Linked DNA regions of Mus musculus: region 2 is linked to region 1. The links are chromatin contacts, called in public Hi-C maps. All regions are on one chromosome and are shown on one strand. Each heading gives the region's core, a stretch centred on a gene start, on an enhancer-like site or on the middle of the called end of the contact. The rest is flanking DNA. Distances are from core to core; before and after follow the strand shown.

The links. A called contact is a pair of places that touch in the nucleus more often than the background predicts.
Region 2: a Hi-C map of ventral hippocampal neurons shows a contact between it and region 1, with 1.6 times the contacts expected there. The contact joins the promoter of Wnt9b here to the promoter of Arhgap27 in region 1. A contact is called at or near these places in 4 of 39 promoter capture datasets (the 3T3-L1 cell line, cranial neural crest, embryonic stem cells and 1 more), 1 of 15 datasets of contacts at CTCF or cohesin (embryonic stem cells), 10 of 484 Hi-C or Micro-C datasets (the C2C12 cell line, the HL-1 cell line, Sertoli cells and 6 more), 2 of 115 datasets of contacts at active chromatin or transcription factors (astrocytes and embryonic stem cells) and 1 of 9 other capture datasets (embryonic stem cells).

Annotation. Positions count from the first base shown.
Region 1 is chr11:103,359,965-103,367,334 of GRCm38.p6, forward strand. Arhgap27 (Rho GTPase activating protein 27) reads right to left here and starts at 3,728. Exons shown (of 18, transcript NM_001205236.1): 1 at 3,305-3,728; 2 at 2,243-2,370; 3 at 283-954. The coding sequence starts at 936. It overlaps Plekhm1 (pleckstrin homology domain containing, family M (with RUN domain) member 1), which reads right to left. Exons shown (of 12, transcript NM_183034.2): 12 at 4,311-7,029. The coding sequence ends at 6,918.
Region 2 is chr11:103,745,042-103,752,411 of GRCm38.p6, forward strand. Wnt9b (wingless-type MMTV integration site family, member 9B) reads right to left here and starts at 4,780. Exons shown (of 4, transcript NM_011719.4): 1 at 4,646-4,780. The coding sequence starts at 4,728.

The DNA.
Region 1 (7,370 bases), core at 2,478-4,977:
AGAGAGTCCACCTCTCCAAACTGTTCCTTACCGAGCAGGTGGCGTTTTAGGAACGTTATTCGGCGCATGCATCCGTTATTCGGACATAGGTTAGTTAACATCCCCGCGGGCTTTGGGGCAGAACTCTGTAGTAATCAAGCTCATTTGCATTTTGCATGAAAACGTGAATACTTAATAAGTGAGGTGGAGGGACATCCAGTGGCCTCAGTTAAAAAAAAAAAAAGCATCTAGACTCTGCTGGACTGTGACCTCCCTCCGGCCCCCTCGCTCGCAGCGACCTACCTGCTTTGGGCTCTCTGCCCGCGGAGGGCAGCGCAAGTCCGGAATGGCCTCGTAGACATTCTCCGAGTCGCTAGGCGCCAGGGGCCGGGGACAAACCCAGGAGCCCGCCACGCTGGAGGCCTTGAAGTGGCCCGCGCTGCCGAGGAGGCCGGCAGGGGGCGCGGTACCGCCGCGCGCCAAGTCATCCAGGGACTGCGCCGGTCGCACAGGCGCCGCGGGCCGCACGTAAAGGCAGGCGGGCCCTCCCGGAGCCAGGCTGTTGCGCTGGCCACCGGTGCGCTGTCGTGCAGGGCCACACAGGGAGCTGGCGCGGCCCCGGGGCTCGGCAGAGGACCCATCGGCGCCCACCGGGGTGCTCACGAAGCGGTAGTCGTAGGCCAGAGGTTCCGGGACTGCGGGGCGCTGCTGCGGTACGGAAGGCTGCGGGGCCGGGGCAGGGTCGCCGAGCGCGGGCAGCTCGCGTACGTACTGCGCGGGGAGGTAGAAGGGGCGACCCCCGGGCTCCCGCCGCACGTGCCACCAGTGCTCGGTGCTGCGGCGCAGCAGTCGGTAACGCTCGTTCGGTTGGATGGCGATGCGGCGCCCGTCTTTGCCGGTGTACTCGAAGGGGTGTTCCACCAGCACGTACACGTCCCCCTCGACGTCCGCCGCCATCGCGACCACCGCGCTTTTCTGCAGGCAACAAGAAAAGGAGCCGCCAAGGTCAGGACTGCGCAGCGGGGAAGAGCATGGAGTCCGGGGCTCAAAGACAAGGGTTCGAGTCCCGCTCCTGCCCACGCCCACTGCATTCGGGCTTCAGTTTTTCCTTCTCTGAAATGGGGACGTGGATAAAATCATCTTCAAAGTTCCCATGCTTAAGATTCCATTCTGTGTCGTTGATTGTGAGATATGTGTCTCCCTGTCATCCCTTGGTGAGAACTTGAGGGTGATATAGGAATCCAACTTTACTCTGGGGGAAACCTTGGCTTAAAGATTTGCGGTGACTGCAAGATAGATAGCACATTTGCCTGAAGGTTAGGGGAACCTCATCTTCCCGGTTGGCGAATTGGGAATTAAGGCCCCTTTCCCGTCGCTCTTCTGCCCCCCGTCTCGCCACACCCTGACGCCTCCAGCCTGCAGGGAATCCGTGGAAAGCTCTTAAGTACCCCCTCCCTTTAGGAGTTTGCCCTCTAGGTGGGCGAGATTAACGACGGGGCGCAGGCTCTAGGGCAGCCCCCAAGTTGTTCTACCTTAGAAGTGTCCCTGTCTTATTTAATCCGGTGATTTTGACGTAGGGGCTTGGACAGCTAAGGTTGGAGAACCGGTTCTCTGGGTTTCTCTTCCCTTTCCCAGTGGCTTCGTCGCACACGTGAACCGTGAAGTCTGGCCCGCCCATTAGGGCCAGCACCGCCCCCTGCACGCCAGCTCTTCGGCAGCCTCTTAAGAGGCTTCCTGGTCTCTTCACCTGCCTAGGGGTCCTTCCCTACAAGGAGTGCCTGTCCGGGGGGGGGGGGGTAGCTTCTAGGGAATGCATTGCAACAGTGTCACCAGGGTCCTCTAAATCTCTTTGGAGTGATCATTATAACGCGACCCCCCCCCCCCCCACCAATGCTAGTTTTGTCTGGTGCCTGGTGTGTGTGTGTGTGTGTGCGCGCGTGAACAATCCCAACTGTGTGTCTTCAACAAAGTGAAGCAGGTGGCCTACTCCGGAAGTACTGGTCACTCCAAAACCTTACAATGACCACTCCGTTTATTGCCCTACAAGGTGGCCTGGGGACCAGCAGCGGGGTGTCCACCGTCTTGCTAAGGCTGATTTCTTTTTTCAAGAGTTCCTTGATGATGGAAGGGGTGTAAACTTAGTCACTGAGCATCCTGACCCGAGAGATGGTAAAATGGCAGACCAGAGCTGGCCGAGCAGAATCCTAGAAGTGTGTACCCTTGGGTTACGCCCCCTTTCCCAGGACCCCAACCGTGCACTCACGTTAGCTGGGAGGATCTCAGGCTGCCCATGGGCGGGGCTGACGGAGGGAAGCAGACTAGGCCTCTACCATATCTGTGGGAGGGACTTCCAAGGACCGAGACTGAAGAAACAGCGCGAAACAGGAGACACTGGGAGGAGAGGCGGAGACCGACACTTAGTAGGGCTGTTCCTAGTCCCCAATACAGCTTGTCTGAGAGGATGCGGAGAAGCCATAATGTCTGTGCTGGAGCCCTTGAGGTCTCCAGGAAAAAAAAAAAAGGCATGGGGAAGGGGCTGAGTGGAAGGGGTGCTGATGGATAGGCGAGCAGAGCCCAAGAGTCAGTAGGCCCTGCTCCCCCCCACCCCCTCAACGCTCAGAGGGGTTTGTTGTCCTAGAGGACCTGGCGTTCCGCGGGCGCGATGCTCTGGGAATGCCCGGCGGAGTTGGCTGTCTTGTCCTGGCATGCACATTCCGAGCGGGGCCTTTTGCTCCCTGAATCACGAACTGTGAGCCCTTCACAGCAAGATTAAGAGCACTACCCATTCCGGGAGCACCTCCGCCCTCTGAGGCTCTCTCTGGGAGCAGCCTGTCCGGGCCTGGAAAAACTAGAGTCCCTTTGCAGGGACGCTCACAGACAGGGGAGTGCTGTGTCTCCGGTTGTGTGACAAGAGGACCTGTGCCTCAGATCCTTCCATTATCTGGGGTGAGCGAAGAGAAGGGGAGGGATGCGAGAGCGGTGAGGAAGGCGCCCTTAGCCAGTAGGTCTCCTGTATCTTCTGCTCCCGGTCGTCCCTAGCTATAGCGTCACCAATATCTAAGTCAGCACTGGGGGACTTCGGCTGGTTCACCTCTCGCCCCCAGACAGAAGGCAGCCCTACACCTAAAGCTCCTCCCCGGGGTTTGGGCCTCCGGGCCCTCCTCCAGGTTCGCACTGCTCTAGCCCCAGTGCAGCGAGAAGGGCAGGCGGTGCGCGGGGCTCTAGGGTGGGGACGGCCACCTGGGGGCACCTTTCCCGCCCTCCCAATACTCAGCGCCATCCTCCCCAACGCCATTCCCCCCTCAGTCCAGCCCGGCCCGGGCACCTTAGAACTTTCGCCCGCTGGCCTAGCTTCCACTTGTCCCGGCAGACGCGCGTGGGGTCCGCGTCCGGAGCTGCCTGCTCCACAGCCCTGCTCCGGCGATGCCCTGTTTCCTGTTCAACAATATAACCGGCGGAGAGCGCTCGGCAGAACTTCCTCCCAAGCCGGGACTGGGCTGTGCTTGCAAGAGACAATCCCCGGTGTCCTGGCTTCCTGTCCCCTCTGGGCCGGGCCAGCGCTCTAGGAGCAGAGACGCCACCCTCCCCCCTCTTCCCCAGGATCCTGGGCCACACCTGACTGTCTCCGGGGAGGAGGCGGTGGCAGGGCCTGGATGGAGATCTGCGGGGGAGGCAGTTTCTCTCAGCTTCTGACCAGATTAGACTCCCACTGACCCTCATCCTTGTCGGAGGAAGTCACCGGCCACTCTGCAGGCGGCCGAAGTGCAGTTGCGGGATCCTCCCATTTTGGAAACTACCTGCCTCTTGGGAAAGCAGCCTTAGCACTCTGAGGTGTGCCTGTGAACACTTCTGACAAAGGCAAGACCCAGTTTTTATTTTCTCTGGCTTCCAAGAAAGAGTGGGGTTCAACTAGATGCTCCATTAGGGGCCGCTGAGCAGAGAAGGGAGCCCCCCACCCCCACTAGGCCGATGTTCCTCTAGTGTCGCAGGGCTAAGGGTTCAGCTGGACAGCCCTCCACCAATTCCTTTTTCCATATTTTGACTTGACTAGTTTTGTCCACTAACAAGTCCACACTGAGGTGGGTATCTTAGGATCCATTAGGGAAGGCACAAAATGAAGGGGTGAGCTCTTTCCCTCCACTCTACCTTTGTCCTTTCCTAGTTGCCCTAGTCACTCTGCCAGCCAGCCAGGTCCTTGTCCATACAGCAACCTGATGCCCAACTGTGCCACAAGCTAGCCTGTATAGACATGGGAGTACCCATGAGTCTCAATTTACTCCCATTACATGCTTGTGGGGACGGTTAAACGAAATAGACACTAAACACAACGATGGTGAGCGCATGTATTTTATTAACCTGTTCCTTTCATTATAGGAGGCACTTTCTGGGGATGAGAACTCCAGTTTGCCCATCCCCCTCTAGACAGGGGAAAGGGGAAACTGCCCTCAGAGGCACTGTGCTGAAGGTGGAAAGACAACCAAAGACAGCAGCAGCAGCAGCGCAAGTGCCAGGCGCCTCCCCCGGGCCTGCCACCCCCAACCTCCAAATCCAGTTCCTCTCCCTTTGCTCTGAGCCCTGAGAACCTGCCTCAAAGATGGCCAAGGAGCACCCACCCACTGGCTGAGGGCGCTCAAGGCCAGGAAACGAAGCCCTGGATGTTGTCTTTTTCTGTCCCATTTTTCTGCAACCTGGTTTCCCTAGGAATTAATCTGTTTCCTTCTTTTGTCCTAACAGGGGCAGTGGGGGGTGGGGGTGTTTGGTGGGGGTGGGGGCTTCTCCTGGAGCTCCTGGGGAAGGCTAGCAGTAGACAGGCCTCTGGAGTCTTTAATCCGTGAGTGTAGGTGCCAGGGCCCGGTTTCCTTGTTTGCCTCTCTCCATGCCCAGAGTCCTGCTTTTACAGGGTGTGTGTGTGTGTGTGTGTTTGAGAGAGAGAGAGAGAGAGAGAGAGAGAGAGAGAGAGAGAGAGAGAGAGAGAGAAAGGCACCCACCTGCGCCCGCAGCCTACATTCCCTCACTTACCTCTTCTCCCTCGCTGCTTGGTCAGGCAAGTGTGCTCCATGGACCCTGAAATGCTCAGTGCATAGGACTAAGGGGAGCCAGGTAGTGTTTCCCCAGAGCCAAATGATTGAGATTCAGAAACAAGACTGCTTAGAAAGGCCAGCTCTTTACTGCAAAATCACTCAAATACCACACAGCAGCAGTTTCTCCTCTGCACTGCCAAGGCTCACTTGTCAGAATATTGCATAAAATAGCATTTTTTCCAATAGTGTGGGCACTGCTGAGGTTCACGTGAGCACTCTTCTGGTGGGGGCAAGTCTCTCACTTGAGCAGTCAGTCAGTCGCTTAGTCAAGGACAGGGCCAGCTCTTATGCTCGCAGCCCAGACACTGGGAGGGCTCCATCTCCTAGACAGGTTCTGGAATACCCTCATGTGACAGGCCCACAGGGGACAGACTCTTGCCCATTCAGGATCCCAAAACAAGGAAAGGAGGCTCTGATCAGGTTGTAGTTTGGGGGACGTGTTAATGCTAGCTCGGGGGTGCAGATAGAGATACACTGGGTGGTTCTGGGGGCTTTGGTGTTTCAACCACTGGTGAGCGCTGTCTTCCATGACGGACAGATGAACTCTTGGCAGCCTCTGCCATCTGCCTTCCTACTCCTATGTTTTATTGCACAATTCAAGCTTCAGGTGACTCAGCTCATTCACCTCAGGGAGGGTGGGGTAACCTCCTCTAGACAGGACAGGCACATTTCCAGGGAGACCCTCCATTCCACCTGAGGCCCCTGGCTCTAAGTGCTCTGGGGTAGCCAGAGGGTTCAGGGGTTCAGGAGAGGAGAGCAGAGCAGAGCGCATCCCCACGCCCCTACATGCCTCAGGGCTGTGACCATCAACTTGAAAACAATTCCAGGATGTGGCCATCAGACCCAAGAGCCTCTTGAGGGCAACCCTACTCCTGGGAAGCCCTTTGGGTGCTGCAGTGTCCTGCTGGGCAGGGTGAAAACTCAAGAAATGCTATGAACTCAAGGCTTTGTGAGACTAAGGGTGGTGAAGCTCTGCAGGCAGCTTTGGGGCAAATTCTCCTCTCTCTGCAGCCCAAGGATGGCACCTCTCCACAGATGGAGCTTGGAGCTCTCTGGTTTCTAGCCTACTCTACCCTGCAGGGTAAGGGGGCATGGGGATGAGGTGGGCAAGGTCATGGCCTTCCTGAGCAGGGAAGGCTCAAAGTGCTGACAGTGCTGGTGCTGGTCACCCCCTGCTCCTGCTGTGCTGTACTCACAGCTATTAGGTAAGCCAAGAGCTCCAACAGAGGGAGGGACGCTTTACAGGTGAGAACGTGAGGAGTGGAGGGAAAGGTGGCCACAGAACCCAGCCTCACAATGACAGGCCATTTGGCACATGACACTTGCACTCTTGGCAGTATGTGCCAGAAAGGGCAGAGGCAAAGCACCCAGTCCAGATAGGCTAACCCAGCAGAGGCCTGTCCACCCAGCTCCATGCCTGCCTGGGCTGGGGCTGCTCTCACCCATCTGGTCGGGCGAAGGGTTGTATTTCTTGGGTGACTTGGGTAGGTCAAGAATAAAAAAATATTTTCTGTTTAACTATGAAGGGGGAAAAAACCTGCCTTAAAAAAACTAGACCTTTACTCAGGAGCATGGTGGCAATGCTCACCAGGCTTCGTTCCCACAGTGTACACATGAACAGCCCTAACGGAGGAGCCATGACAGCCGGGGAAGCCAGGCCCTGGGCAGAGGCACCTGCTGGATCCCCTCTTGGAGCAGAAGGGTTGTGAGGGGCCTCGGGCATCACTGGGACTTCCTGCGCCTTCTCGGTAGGCTGGAGCTCTGGGCACACCCGAGAGTCTTCCTTATAGGGAGAAGAGGAAGCCTAGGCCAATGACAGACCCAGATGGATGGCCCCAGAAAGTTGGGACAGCGGGGTTAACTGACAACGTTCTGTTCCTGGTACTTGCGCCGGCGGGCACATCGGGGACAGCCCTTCCTCACCACAGCCTGGCAGCTCTGATGGAAGACAGTTCTGCATTCAGCACACCTGAGGAGAGAGCATCGGGGGTTGCTGGTGCCATGGACAGAACCCAGAGAGGCTGAGTTGTCAGCAGCTGGCGCCCACATGTGCTACCCTCCTAATCCCTTGGAAAGCAGGTCAGATACTGAATCCTTAAGTGAACCCCATGCCCACTGATGTCCCATGTCACTCTTTGCCAGTGCTGCTTGACTGCTTACGTGACTATTCTAGCCTGTCTTTGGAGCAGTTTAAACAAGAGCCCAGGCCCAGAGCTGATACTGGCTGGTTTACCTACTGAAGGTACATAGATTATCCCCCTAGTTCAGCCTTCCACACCTACCTGGGGTGAGGGACGGCTGGGGTATATA
Region 2 (7,370 bases), core at 3,530-6,029, 390 kb after region 1:
TCATGAAGCAGCCTACTCAGTCCTTTGTGCACTGACTTCTAGACTCAGGACAGTCACAGTAAACATCCAAGCAGGCTTTTGCATAGATGTTGACAAGCTGATGCTAATCTATACGTGTGAAAACACAAAGAACCCGAGTAGCTAGAGCAACCTTTGAAAAGAAAGATGAAGTTAGGGAATTTGTGGTACTTCGCCTCTGACTTACTATAAAGACCCACATGGGAAGTAGTGAAGTAGTGTGCCTGGATCCCTACCTCACATGGGGCACCCTAATTCATAGATTTAAGTGTAAAGGAGGAGTTTGTGGAGCATCTGAAGAGAACATAGGAAGAAAAGGCATATGAGAAAAAGCTGACAGTGCAGTAGGTGTCGAAGAACACCTAGACTTGGTTGATAGAAAAACAAACCAATTTAAAAAATACATATTCTAATGATCATATGAATAAATGTTCAACACACCATTCACCAACGGGACAACACAATGAGACATCAGTACAGACCCAATAAGATAGCAACAATTGAGACTGATGAAGGCTGGCAATATGGAGCGACTAGAACGCCCATACAATCCTATGCAAATGGCATAGTCATGTTGGAAACTGCGCCCCGATCCCCTACAAATTAAAAATATTCCTACTAGGCAATTCAACAATCCAGTCCCCCAGACAGTTACCAAAGAGCAAGGGAACATACATACAGTCTACAAAAGGGGTATACACAGATGCTCACACCAGCCATGTTGGTAATAGCTAAAAACTAGAACTAACTCAAACATCCATTAATTGGGGAGTCAGTAAAAAATCTGTGGCATGCCCATATAATAGAATACAACTCAGGAATAAAGAGGAAAGAGCTATTGACATATATAACAATACTGCTGGACCTCAATAAACATGATCAACAAATATATAGTAATTGTGGTCACTCAAAGTGATTATAAAAGTGTAACGATTTGAAAGACCTTGACAGTGTTTTTAAAATGAGTGTAGCATATATGTAATGGGAACTTGGAGGGGAAATACAGGTGGTATTTTATTTATTCCATAGACCCACAAAGGCAGTACCTGGACAGCCCAGCAGAAAAAGAACCTTTAAACTGGCCCACTGCTGATCAGTCAGGCTTTCCCAGGGTGCTGTGACAATCGGGGAAGGACAGAGCTCAGAGGCCAAGTTAGTCCTGGCTCTGAGATGTCCATTGTACCATTTTGATCAAGTCGCTTGTCTACAGAGTCCTTAGCACCTAGAGATTCCAAGTCTCCCCTCCCTGACAAACCTGGAAGTTCGGGTTTACCTAATGGTGTTGTACCTTAGACTGGATTGACAGACAAGCATACTGCTTCTACCTCATGGGTTCTGCACATGTTAGGTCATGTCACCCAACTCAGTCCTGAAGTCACCCGGGATCTTTGTCACTAGCAGTTGCTCCTGTGCATGCTCATTTACAGAGGGATGACTGTGGGTGCTGTCCTTAAGAACACTGTTCATCTTTGAGATATGGCCTTTCATTGGCCTGAAGTTAGGTTAGACTAGCTGGCTCTGTGAGACCAGAAGCCTCCTGTCTCAGCCTGTCCAACACGGATGGGACATGCCAGCACACATGGCCTTTTTACATGAGTGCTGAGGTTCAAGCTCAGGTTCTCATGCTTGCAAGGCAAGAACTTTACTGAAGAGCCAGCCATCTCCCTACCTCGTGGATACAGCTCTCTAACGTGTGGTTGGCTTTGGTGGTCCTTTGCAAGCGTGCAGCCTCTGCACTGGCTTCCTCTCTTCTCTGGGGTCAGATCAGAAAAAGACTATGAAAGCAGAGCCTTTGAGTCTCAGGTCTGAATCCTAGCTTTGCCTGCTGCTGGCTATGTGACTCCAGGCAGATGTTTTATTCTTGCTGGGACCGATGATAAAGGACATCAGGACCTTGTCACTGATGACAATGCCCATCTAAAGGGCAGGTGTGCAGACTGGGCAGTGAACGGTCCAGCAGGGTGCCTATGATGTACTAAGTGCTCAGGGTAAGCTTGTTCCAGCCACTTCCTGTCCCACTGCTGTCCTTTAGGAACCCACCTGATGGACTAGAAGGTGCATGGAATTCTGCCCGTCTCACTGTTGAGGAAGGTGTGGCCTCTCTCACTATGGCCAAGAGGGTCTGAGAGAATTCATCAAGCAGGAGAAGGAGGCCACTCTCTAAGGCCCACCCACTGCAGCCGCTGCCTCCCTCAGGCATAACACAAGGACACCTTATGAGGCTGTTCCCTATACAGGATGGAGAACACACAAGGCCTGGCTTCTATCTTGCCCCTCACCAATTTGCTGTGTAACACCAAGTGACCCTCTGGACCTTTCTGGCTGTTTTTTTTTTTTTAACCTACCTCAGAAATTGCTTTGAGGGGCCTCTGAGGGAAGGGGCTTTGTGCGGGAGGGATTTATAGACATCTGCTCTGCTTTGTAAAGTCACCATGGCCACCCACTGAACCAGGCTGTAGGCAGCAAAAGCCACTGCTTGCTCCCTGTGGCTTGGGAGGGGGACACGTGGGATCTGAAAAATGGGGATAAGATGTGACCTTTTTTGAAGCAGGGGGTTGGTCATTCCTCACTCTGAAGTCTTTGACTGCAAAGATCCCAACGAGATTGGTACCAAAATTGCTGTCACCTGTTCTCCTGATCTCTGAATTTCCTTTCATCAGGAAATAAAAGAAAGCATTTCATGTTATACTTAGAAATGAGACTTCAAAGGCGAGTGACCTAAGGAGGGATAAGCACACTGCTTCATGGTCTCACTGAAGTGTGGATGGCTGGAAGCAAACACTGGTGCTAGGCTAGGAAACCTGGGCCACCTAAGTCACATGAGAGTTTGCCCTGATGAGTCCTGCCCGTTCCCTGAGCCCAAACAGTTAACAGCATGAAGCCTGTATGTGTATCTTTTCAGCTCTTTCAAGGAAGGACCCCAAAATCAAGCTCTCTCTCTCTCTCTCTCTCTCTCTCTCTCTCTCCATAACTAACCATCTCCCCTGTTACTTTCAAGATTGTCCCTTGCTCCCCAGGCCCCAAATCTGTTCCCTTCCAGCATACCAGCCAGTGTGGTCCAGGCCTCCTGGAACCCTTCTCTTCCCACATCATCGGACCTTCACTCCTGTCTCCAACCATAAAACCCAAAGAAAGAAAAGAATCGTGGAAACAGTCTGGGGTCAGTTGCTCCTCTATTCCAGCTCAGAGAGACACTTGAGTCTGGGATACCCAGAACCCTCTTGGTTTCCTCTACCGTCATCCTCAATAGCATTACCTGAGTTTTTACTACATGCTAGCCACTGTTCTAAGAGCTTTCTATGCGCTCCCCTCAGACACTCTTATCCACATTCTACAGGCCAGACACGCAGTGCCGTGAAAGTGGCAGGACTGAACTCAGAGCTTGTGTCCTCTCCCTTGAGTCGTGTCCACTGGGGCAAGTTCTTGGCAATGAACATGTCTGCTGTTCTGGGCGCGGGTCAAACGGAGATACTGAGTCCCCAGGAACTGAATGGTCCTCCCAGATCATCAGCAGGGACCTCCACTAGGACTGAGACTGACCATCCCTCCCCATATACTTCTGGGGAGGTTGCTGCTTATAACTCAGGTACATTTTAGCCAGAGGTCATGACCTGGAAATTAGCCTACATCCCTTATTCAAGCCGGTGAGGTTGCCCCTGGACCCTCACACCCTATGGTGGTTTCCTGAGATCAGCCTCTGCTGTGCTTGGATTGTGAGCCTTGCCTGACTAGGGATGTAACTGGAAGAAAAAGGCAATGTTTAAAGTTAAGCATTTGGAGCCTGCTTTGGGTTGAGGTGATTTTTAAAATCCATGATCCCTACCATCACCGCCACGCCCAACCCTCACCAAGTATCTTCAATCCAGAGTCAGTGAAGACATTTGCAGACAAATGCCATTTTGCTTCCCTCAATTATTTCCCTTGAGACTCACTCTCCAGGTATCACACCAGAAGCTATTGTTATTTTTCTAACCATGGACACCCCCAGATGGGCCTCTCTCCCTCTCTTTCCCATAAACCCTATCCTCTGGGGTTTAATTTGGTCGCACTTCCTCACCGTACAGTTCTTTAAGCATCTAACTAATGTGCCCCGCGGTCCCAGGATCTCCCACAACCTTGGATCAACAAAACTCTCAGCTTCCTCCCCACCCCTACCCACCTATCCCTCTACCCAGCCAGGTGTCCGGGTCCCAGCTCTGCAGGGAGAAAGCAAAGGATACTGAAATCGCAAGCAAAAAGTGTAGCTGGACGGAGTCCAGGATGGGGACATAGAGGGTACCGAGAAAGATCTGAAGAGGACATGAGAGCCCAGGACCGACGCTTGGACCTGCGCGGACAAGGGCGTATCAGGGGTGTCAGGTCAGGATCCCCTGCGCAAGCCGAGCTCCAGTCTGCAGTCTGACAGCCGCCCGGCAGAGGAACCGGGAAGCGCAAGGGACCTAGACTTGGTAGACTCGAGAAAGGGAGATTAAGTCTGAGCACAGAGAGCGAGGGATGGAGATTTGGGAGGGAAATGCGCCCTCAAAGCGATCGGGGTCCACCTGAGCAAAGGGCTGAGTTCGAGGCCTCGCAGGGACCCGAGCCGGGGGCAGGGCATACGGAGCGAGGGGACGCGACCGGCACTGACCCGAAGTAGGCGGCGGCGGCGGCAGCGGCAGGCAGCACCAGCAGGCAGAGCGCAGCCAGGGCCAGCGCGGGCGCGGGGCGCATGGTGCAGGCGGCCGGTGCACTCTCGCATCTCCTCGCGCCACTAGGCGCTCGTAGCGCCGCCACCAGCCGCCCGCGGGGCTTTAAACCCGGTAGGGCGGAGCGCGAGCGGCCCGGGGAGGGAGCCTCGCAGCCGGCGAGCCCCTCGCCCCATAGGCTCCGCCGAACTCTGCCCGCCCTGTTGTGGGAGGGGTCAGCAGCAGGCCCCTCCCCTTCTCAGGTGAGTGCTCACCTGGAGCCGCGCCCACTCCAGCAAAGAAGGCGGACCGTGTGGGACCCTGGCCCTGGAGAGGATTGGGGTTCTGGGGACCTAGGAGGTGCTGCCTCAGAGATGCCGCCTCTCCCGGGAGAGATGCTCGGGTGCGCGATCTCTGTATAGCAAAAGTTCGTGGTCGTCACTATTCTGTAGAGCGAGTTCAGCTTTCTTTGCTCAGGGATTCCGAAGGCTGAGAGAGAGGTCCTGCGCAGAGTCCTTCCCCAACAGCGGGAGACATTCATGTCCATTGGCTAGGAGGACTCTTAGACATAGAACCTCATACAGAGGGTACCTGCTCTTAAACACGAAACTGACAGCCATCGGCGGAGGTGTAAAGGGCTCTCGTATGACGACAACACTATTACTGGTCAAAAATTTACACTGTCTGAGGAGTGAGGCAGAGCCACAGAAGCAGGAGGAAGCGGACTCCCTAGATGCATAGAAGCCAGATCTCCATCATATAAAACGTGAATCTCCTTAGTGTTGGGCCTCAATGCTGCCTGTTGCTTTAAGAAAAAAAAAAGTTTGACTCCAATTCTTACAACGAAGCAGGGGTGACATCAGTCTAGGAAGGAGACATACAACCAAATGAGCTTTCAAACGCCTTTGGGCATCTTGAACACTGAGCCAAATCAAGCAAAAAGCCACAATCTGGCTTTAATGAATGTCAAATCTTGGTGCAAAATGTCAAAGAGAGGCAGGAAGGAAGGAAGGAAAAGAAAGAAACTAGACATGGAGTTAGAACATTGGGTGACAGTGACCTTGGCTTTGTGGAGGATATCGGCCTGGAACGAGGAAGATTTATGCCAGTTCTGACATCAAGCTGTTGCAACAGAGGAAACTTGGCTATGGTGGTGAGCCTCTTTGAGCTGTTTCACTGTGGAGCAACTCAGTAGCCACATGACCCTTTGCTACCACAGCTCTGTGGTCCTATCAAATCTGGTGGTCCTGTTTACTGAGGCTGCAAGGCCCAACATAGGCTTCAGAGACCTGGAATTCAACCACGTGAACTACGAATTCCAGACGTGAAACAGGGAGGATGACAAAGAACTGACAAGATTTTTGTGTAGATGAGATGTCAGAGAGGAGGTAGTGAGGTGTGGGTTGTTATGCCTGCAGGCAGGAGCCCAGCACCGTGGGCTGATGTTTACTCTGCTGGGGGATGAGGGATTGCTGCGTGATTTCTGTGATTTGTTCATTGGTTTCTGGACTGTGGATGTAAGTGTCCCCTCCAAGGCTGATTTTAAGCCATCGTTATGGTCACGTGTATGACAGCATGGGGAGACATGTGTGCGGTCATCTCAGCAAGCTGGCAGAATCTGGCTCTGTCTCCTCTATTGTAAAAGTGTGACAGGGGGATCCAGGAGGCTCAGAGGCAAAGGGAGCTCAGAGGGACCTGTGTGAGTCCAAGAGAGTGCTGAGGACTAAGCTAACAGGAAGATATCAGCAACACCCAGCAGTACCCACTGGCACCCTACTGTTGGCAGAGAAGGAGGGAGGGAGTTCACCTTGGGTTGCTCCGACTGCCCTTCCTGTCCTAAAGCCCACAAGTACATATGCACAGAGAAGACAAGATGATGGGAAGAGGGAACAACGGTCCCCCAAGTGACACAGCTGCCTGTTGCTGTCAGGCTGAACTTGAAGAAGGTTGGAAGGAAACCTTAAGATTCAACCCAGACCTTGGTGGTTAGAGAATGAGGCACAGAAAGTGCTCATTCTATGATCTTGAATCCCAACAGCCAGGACAGTGGGCCCCGCCCCAAGGCTCCTTCCTTCCCAAGTTAGGACCAGATCAGGGCTTTGCCTCCTGGGCGGCTCTGAGCAGGAAACCTCCCAATGCTGCTTCCACTTTGTGGCCCCCACAGCTCCGCAGGGCACCGGAGACAGCTTCTCATTGCTGGCAATAGGGATTCCCACAGCAATCCCCCTCCCTGTGTGTACATGGGACTCCCTGGGTGTTTGAACCCCAGCCCCAGCCATGGTCTCGAAGGAGTCTCAAGTACCCTGGGAAACAGGGGTAGTCATTGTCCTCAATGTATACATAAGGGTAGCAAGGCTTAGGGCACTGAAATAGCCTGTGTGGATAGCCTCGGCTATAGGAGTGGAGGGAGGAACGGAGTCCAGCTGTGGGGCGACTGCCAGCATTTGCTGTGGGTCAGGATGGCTGTGGATGGCTTAGGAATACAGGTACAGCCTGATTCTCAGCAGCCTTTGAGTGACACATGCTTTCAGAGTCCAGTAGGGGCTCCTAGGAGCTCACCCTCGAGGGAGACAAGCTTGGTCTGGAGGCAGAGATGGGTGGTGAAGCAGATCACCTCACAATTGCAGCGTTGAGAAAGGACCTTGAGATAGACAGCACTGTGCTGTGAGTGGCTTGTTCCTCTGCTCC